2 separate regions of the Sus scrofa genome follow, and region 1 is linked to region 2. The links are chromatin contacts, called in public Hi-C maps. All regions are on one chromosome and are shown on one strand. The core of a region is the stretch at or near the end of the contact, and the rest is flanking DNA. Distances in the headings are between cores, read along the strand shown. Region 1 overlaps SMG6 (telomerase-binding protein EST1A). Region 2 holds the start of HIC1 (hypermethylated in cancer 1 protein).

Evidence for each region. A called contact is a pair of places that touch in the nucleus more often than the background predicts.
Region 1: a contact with region 2 is called in a Hi-C map of retroperitoneal adipose tissue, with 2.0 times the contacts expected there. The contact joins the enhancer-like site here to the promoter of HIC1 in region 2. A contact is called at or near these places in 11 of 47 Hi-C or Micro-C datasets (embryonic fibroblasts, fetal heart ventricle, heart right ventricle and 6 more) and 1 of 2 datasets of contacts at active chromatin or transcription factors (skeletal muscle).

Annotation. Positions count from the first base shown.
Region 1 is chr12:48,270,480-48,274,195 of Sscrofa11.1, reverse strand. All of the region lies in intron 12 of SMG6 (telomerase-binding protein EST1A), which reads left to right. Among named protein-coding and RNA genes, the nearest start is that of HIC1, 100 kb to the right of the region's middle. Within about 2 kb of position 1,940, at least 34 of the 83 cell types and tissues checked have an H3K27ac peak or open chromatin away from gene starts, as enhancers often do. A contact at or near this core is called in liver, omental adipose tissue, retroperitoneal adipose tissue and 1 more, where this site is marked.
Region 2 is chr12:48,165,782-48,169,465 of Sscrofa11.1, reverse strand. It overlaps HIC1 (hypermethylated in cancer 1 protein), which reads right to left and starts at 1,605. Exons shown (of 2, transcript XM_005669112.3): 1 at 1,449-1,605.

The DNA.
Region 1 (3,716 bases), core at 691-3,190, 100 kb before region 2:
CCCTAACTTTTAGTAGGTTTTTTTGGGCTCTGGGAGCTTCCCCCAAATATGTGTTGGGACCAGAACAAGCCAGAGGGACTTGCCCGAGCCCATAGCATTCTAGAGGGTTCATTTAGAACCAAAGAGGGCTTGAGAGTGTCTGAAAACGCTTTTGGGGAGTCTTTTCCCAAGCATTTCTAAAAGAGTGGGAGCTACAGTTAAAGTTCCTCGTAGCCCCCAGAATTTGACTTTGGGCTCCTTGGCCCAGACCAACTTGAATCTTTAGAGTCGGAGGGCTTGCAGTGGGGTGAAGGTTGGAAGGCAGTCCTCGCTGGGATAAGGAACTGGAGCAGGAAAAAGCTAACTTTTCCCCTTCTACTCAGACAGGAAACCCTGTGTTCACCCACGGAACTGACCTCTCAGCCCAGGGGCCTGACTGGGGTAAGCTGAGGTGATGTCGCTCAGGTTCCAGGAATTACCTCATCCTTTTGCAGATATCTTAACTTTTGAGCTCAGACATCTCACCTCGTTCTTCAGAGTACTTCTTCCTTTTGGTGTTAGTTTCCTGATACTCCCCTTTTCCCACTCCCTTGAGGAGTCACCGTATGGCCTCTGGGTGCCTAGTCAGTTGTGTTTGTGTCCGTATGGTGCTTAGCGAGGGAGGAGATAGCTGATGGTGAGGTGTGAAGTCCCACTGAGACACCAGAAGAGAGTAGCCACTCAGGACAAAACCAGTCTGAAGGGATCAGAGCAGAAATGAGCTTTCATCGGGGCACTTCCTGCAGGAATACACTGCGGGAAGGTGTATTCCTTCAGTTCTGCTCAGTCTAGCTGGGCCTTTGGGCCACTTCACCTTTCTGAGTTGGGAACTTGGGGACACTTCCTATGTCTTTTGGCATCAAGCTGGTGTCTTACAAATCAAAACTAGGGCAGGAGCTCTCATCCACTTCATTTTTGCAGTGAGTCTTAAGGTTTTGGCACAAGGTGGGTGGTAATGGGCAAGAGGCAGATGTGGGCAGGGGTCCCTAGTGGTGGCCAGCAGTCTCTGGGAGGAGTCAGTTTTGGTTTATCTGAGCCTTAGGGGACAGGGGAGCATGGTAATGAGAACCACATGGTACCACATATTTCTTCGTCTTGGATCCAAGATGGTAGGGGTGGGAGGATGAGAGAGGGATGTGGGGCCTCCCACTGTGGCAGCCGTGGGTAATTTTCTGCCGCCTCTCCCTTGCTGAAGATGCTGCTGCCCACCCTCCCCACCCCCGGCTATGTCCTGAAGCAGCCTTGACCTGCACGGCACCAACCAAGGCCCCCAAGCCAAGAATTCAGCTGGGAGACTTTTCACCTTCTTCCTTCTCACTGTCGTCTTTCCTGTTTATTTTCCAAATTGCTGCTCTGCAGCCGAGCAGTGCCTCTTGGCCAGAGCTCACCAGCACTGTGGGATCAGACTCAGGCAGTGGGCTCAAGTGGCCAGCAGGGCACTGGGGGAGGAAGCGGGGAGCTGGAAGAGCCTCCCTGTGCGTCTCCCATGGGCAGCGCTAACCTCGGAGGCGGCCCTGAGCAGCCCTATCACATCCGGTGCTTGTCTCTGCAGCCGGGACCGGAGGATAAACTATCAGAGCTGTGGGGCAGTGCATCATTCCTCTTATTATTTTCTTCTCTGCAGATGGGGTCGTGGAAAGTTCAGTTCCTTTTAACCCTCGAAGTTCTGTTTATTCTACAGCTGGTAGCCTGAATGCCGCGTTTCCCATTACATCACAAAGGGGCTCAGGCAGATCTCTGCACTGAAACGTGTTGCAACTGTTTATTTTTTTCCATATTTAAACATTTCTGACAGCCAAACTCAGCCGAGCCAAAAGATGGAGCTTTGTGAATGAGTCTGGTTGTCGGTGTCTGTGCAGAGAGAGGCTTTAGAAAGCTCTCGTCCCTCCGGTGATTCTTCCCAAACATGTTCCTTTTCCTGGGCAAAGCCTGCGAGGCGAGCTCCTTGTGCAGTACACGTGTGTTGATTATGTGCCGTTGTGTGATTAATGGAGCTGTGTTCCGCCCAGTTCCCAGGACACTCTTGAAAACAAGATGTTTCATTTCATTGCCTTTTCCTAGTGCAGTTATTACAGTAAATAAACCAGTGCAGGCTCCTTCCACCTGGAGCCAGTCGGGGAGTCCCCACACCTCTACTCCACGTTCTCCCCCGGCATCACCTTCTGTGCCATGTCCCTTGAATGTCCTCTTTTCTGCTGTCTCCCAAAGGCTCCCGGTCTCCAGGAGAAACGAATTGCTCAGGTCCGAGGCCCCTCCCTGGCAGATTTGGCTCATGCGCAGTAACTCCTCTGGGAAGATTCCAGGATGTAGCTCGCTCTTACAGCTCACTTTGCTTCTTGCCGCTCCATCTCTTGCGCCTAATTGTAAAGTTTTTCTTTGTTATTTTATGCAGTTCCCTCCTTTTAGAGTGCAACTTAGCATCCATAGAGCATTGCTTGTTTCAGACTCGCTGGTTAGGTAGTCTTCTGGAAAAGAAAGCCAAGTCTTGTACAGCCTGGGGCCTATAGACTTGGCAGGCCCTGGATCTGACCACAGTTTGGCTACTTGAGCTATGTCCTCTGCAGACAAAAAAGAAAGCTCTAAGGATCCTTATTAGCACCCACCAAAGCAGGGATCTGAACCACAGTTGTTTTTTGTTTTTTTGTTTTTTTTGGACAAATGGTGGTAACAAATGATTCTGCCTGGAGTTTGAAGTGGGGAGATCCAGACCTTGCATTTTCAAGATTTCTGCTCAGGTTCAACCAGGACCTGGTGATAATGCAGTTAGGGATGACCAGCCATCCCAGTTTGCCCAGGACTGAGAGGTTTCTTGTGACATGGGGCTTTCAGTGCTAAAACTGGGACAGTCCCTATATCTGACCTTCCAGAAGTGCGTGACAGAAGCGGGAGTGGGATGAGGATGACCAAGGTGGCCCTGGTACTGGTTCATCTGCTGAAATGCCCGGGAAGCTTCACCCTCCTGGGAGGATCTTGGCAGGCCAGATATGAGGTGTTTGTCGGGTGTGTGTTTGTTTTCCTACTTGTATATAGGAGGAGATCCCCCCCCCCCTTTAGGGCCACACCTGCAGCATATGGAAGTTCCCAGGCTAGGGGTCGAATTGGAGCTGCAGCTGCCGGCCTACACCACAGCCATAGCAACGCCAGATCTGAGCCATGGTCTGTGACCTACACCACAGCTCACAGCAATGCCAGATCCTTAACCCACTGAGCGAAGCCAGGGATCGAACCCACGTCTCCGTGGATACTAGTCAGGTTCATTACTGCTGAGCCACAAGGGGAACTCCTAGGAGGAGAGTTCTAAACATTGTAGGGGACTAGGGTCGGGGGGCGGGGGGTAATAGCCATATGAGTCTGTGGGATGTGACCAGCCCCTCTGACCATGAGGAAGGCAGGGAGATTGGCACTGTGTTGCTGTCTGTGTGGCATATACTTGGCTGGACAGGAGTTGGGGAGTTCTGGGAGCCGCCCCAGGCACTGGTTGTCTTGACTGTTTGAGTAAGTGTCTCAGGCACACTGTCTGGAAAGGTGACAGGACCTGCATTAGGCAACTGATTCTCTAAATTCTTTTTCCTTTCTGGTTAGGATTAAAAACTCCCCTAATCAATTTCAACTTCGCATAGATGGACACACACCCACCAGATTACTGCCATGAGTGCACAATTTTGTATCCTAGCTTTCTGGGTTAGATTTCCTGGCAG
Region 2 (3,684 bases), core at 356-2,855:
GGGACACACACCGGCCGGGTCAGAGCCGCAGCCAGCCCTCGCCGCCTGCACCCAGCCCGGCGCTTCTCCCCTCCACTTCCCCTTCCCCTCAGCTGGGCAGGGGCATCGAGCACCGCGGCCTGGGCGCTGGCGGAGGATCCGCGGCCTCTGGGAGTGGGAGCCTGGGCCGGCCGGCCCGGACCAGGAGAAGGAGTCGAGACTGGCTGGTGGAGAAGAGGCCAGGCTGGCCTGCGCCCCCGGGCCCGGATGCCGCCAGGCGCACGGCCTGGGTTCTGGGGGCTTCTGAGGAGAAAGCTGTTGGTGCGAAGTCACCCTTTGGGAAACAGTTACCCGATTTGAGGAAAATGTCCGCTTCAGGAAAAGTCATTCAAGGCCGAGAAGTTTGCCCAAGTGGGATATAAGGGAGCCGCGTAAAAAAGCGCCTCCCGCCTCGGGAGAAGTTGCCCCAGTTGGGGAAGTGGTCCGTAGGAGGGGAGCGCGGTGCCCGTCGTGGCGCCGCCCTGGCCGGGGGCTGTCAGGCCCTCTCCGTTGGGCCCCGGGCGGCGGCCGGCGCGCGGGGAGCGGAGGCAGCGGCTGCCGTGGCGGGCAGAGCACGAAGGCCGGCCCGGCGCGGGGAGGGCGTTATATCGGGGCAGGAGGCTGAGGCAGGAAGCAGGTGGGGGGAGGGGGGAGCCACGCAGCTCCCAGGGGAGGGAGGGGGCAGCGCCCCGGGCGGGCACGGCGCACAGCCGGCTGCGGCCCTGACCCTGGCTGCGCCCCACCCGCGTCCCGGCCCTGGCCTCGGCCTCCTCTCTGCATTCGCCGGCCCGGCGCCTCCCTCCGCAGCTCCCCTCGGCCCCTTCTCCACGGGAACTCCGCCGCCCCAAACTTGGGGAAAAGTTTCCCAACTTCGGGCTGGCCGGGAGGAGCGCGCCAGGCCCCGTGCCTCGGTCGCAGCTTTTCCTCTCGGCCCCCAATTTCGGCAGAGCCAGGCGCTGCCGGGCCTGAACCGAGCCCAGAACTCCCCGGCCGTCCGCTGCCCGCCCGACCCTTCTCCCCGCCTGGCCCGCAGGGCCTCGCGGCCCGTTACCTGAGGCCGCAGCCCAGCCGGGCTTCCCTCCCGGCGGCGGTGGCAGCTCCTTGCCGGCGCCCCACCCGCCCCGCTGCCAGGCGCCGCGCTGTGCCAGGGCAGCGCCCCTGCCAGCCCCGCCCGCCAGCTCCCCTTCCCTTCCCCTCGCCTCTGCAACCCATGTGCGGGCAGAGCCGGGCCCGGGCCGCTGACCCCGCCATGAACCCGGCGCAGAGTAGCGTCCCGGCGGTCCTGAGTTCTCTAGGAGCGACACCCGGAGCCCTGAACGCCAGCCGCGTTGGGGCGCCCGCGCCGGAGGATGCGCCCGAGGCGGCCAGCGCGCGAGGACCGGGCGTGTCCGGGTCCCCTGTCCCTCCCGGTCCCCAGCCCGAGGACCCACCTGGGGGGCATGTCGGAAGCCCCGGGCCCGGCTGCCGGCGGATCCAGGGGGGACGTGGCTGCGCTGCGCTGCCCTCCGCCCTCCGGGCCCCCGGTCGGTCTGTCCTGCTGGTCCGTCCTCCCCGCGTCCTGGTCGCGTCTCAGCCCCGCTGCTCTTTCCGCACACTCTTATCTGGAGCGGCCCGGGCCGGCAGGCGCCGCTGCAGCTATGGCGCCACCTCGCGGCGAGACTTGGCGCGGCACAGCCGCGACCTCCCTCCTGCGCACCTGGGCTGGAGGATCGCAGATGCAGGGCTGGCGGAGGCGGGGGCGGGGGGGGCTGTTCGCAGGTTCAGCCTCCCAGATGTGCCCATCTGGAGACCCAAGCCTCGGACCTGCGAGCCCCACAAGCCTCGGGATTTTGAGCTGAATGATCCCATGTACATATTTCTAAATTCTCAAATTGCCCCAATTCAGAGAAGTCTTGCCCACAAGGAGGAGACTCTGGTGAAAGTAGATGGTGTAAGAGAGGTTCCGAAAATCCTAAGGAAGAAAAAGATAGACAAGATAGTAGGGTACCCCCTAGATATTCCTGGGTGGGACTGTCCGTTTGTACCCACCCACCCCCTCAACACACCCTCCCTCACTCAACCCTGTGGGTATGGTATGCACAGAATAAACCCATCTGCACCCAGATCCTCTCTAGGCATTGACACTCGAAGGCGCTCATGTTTGCATACACACCTGCCCCCTTACGAAGTCCCGGCTTTCTGGCATACTCAGGGGGCTGCCATGTAGAGCCCTCTGTGACCTGGGCAGAAGTGGTACCCAAACAGTGCACGCTGAACTTGCATATCTCTGGAGGGACCCCAGGATGTGTGACAGGGGAACGGCTGGACAGAGCCTCTTGGGTGGTCCCGCAGAAGAGACCTAAGCTCCCAGATACCCTGTGCGAGCCATTTTTGAGGTACGCGCAACGGTCTTACAGCAGGGCCTGGAGCCCAGGATCCCCCGCAGGGTCCTGCACCCCCAAGTGAAGGCCCATTTCCTGCAGGTGACGCCCCTTCTAGGAGGGAGGGGACCCCTGCACTGGTGAGCGGGCAGTGGCACAGCTACTCCGGAAGTGTACCGCGCCGCCCCGCCATCACGCCAGGCCTGAAGCCAACGCCTGCGTGGCTGAGTGGATCTCCTCAACCCACGCTCCGCCTCCTCCCCGCACCTCCTGACCCCCGCCCACACGTGGAGGGTGGGAGTGGGTTCCGAGAAAGCCTGCAGCTTTTGATTGGCTGTGCCTCCCTCAGCCGCGGCGCACGAGAAGATGGGGCGCAGAGTTACCATAGTAACCGATGAGGTTCGCCCAGATCGCGTCTCTCCGAGGCCTTGGAGAGCTTAGCAACCGTGCAGGACCGCTGGGCGGTGGGGACGGCGCTCGCCGCACCCCCGCGCTGCCCTCCGCCCCCACGCCCCCGCCAGAGGTAGTGGCTGAGTCATTCATTGAAGAGCCGCCCGCGCGGTCGCTCGCAGTCCCAGACAGACACCAAGGTCTCGGGCGCCCCCCAGAGGCTCCCTTTCCTATACAGGCAACTACATGGCCTTGGGACCAGGCGGCGGCTCCTGGTCCCCAAAGGTTATTTTGACCCCCACTGCTTCCTGAGTCTGCCCTCACCCTGTTTCCACTCCTTGTTCTGGGTCTATCTTATCCCAGTCCTCTGCTCCGACTCCCCCACAACCCTGCTCCGGGGTCCTAAGGAAGTATGAGTTTCCAGGAATGAAAATGGGCTCCGGAGCTGTCAGCTTCTACGGGAGATGGACCTCGACATCTCTCTCTTTTTTTTTTTTGTCTTTTTAGGGCCCCACCCGCGGCATACGGAGCTTCCCAGGCTAGGGTTCCAACTGGAGCGGTAGCTGCCAGCCTACACCACAGCTCACAGCAACACCAGATCCTTAACCCACTGAGTGAGGCCAGGGATGGAACCTGCGTCCTCAAGGATACTAGTCAAATTCGTTTCGGATGAGCCACAATGGGAACTCCGGACCTAGACATTTTGCCGGAGGGATGTGCTATGCACTGAGGTGGAAAGTGTATGGAGAACTGCTGGGAGGCAGGAAGGTGCCTGAGAAGTGCTCTTAGATCTGGGCTTCTGTGGATGAATAGAAGTTCTCTCCCCAGCAGGAAGGCATTACTGGAGAAGAGAAGCAGCTGGACAAAGGATGGAAGTGAAAAATGGAATTCTAGGAGGCTAGACCCCAAAGGGTAT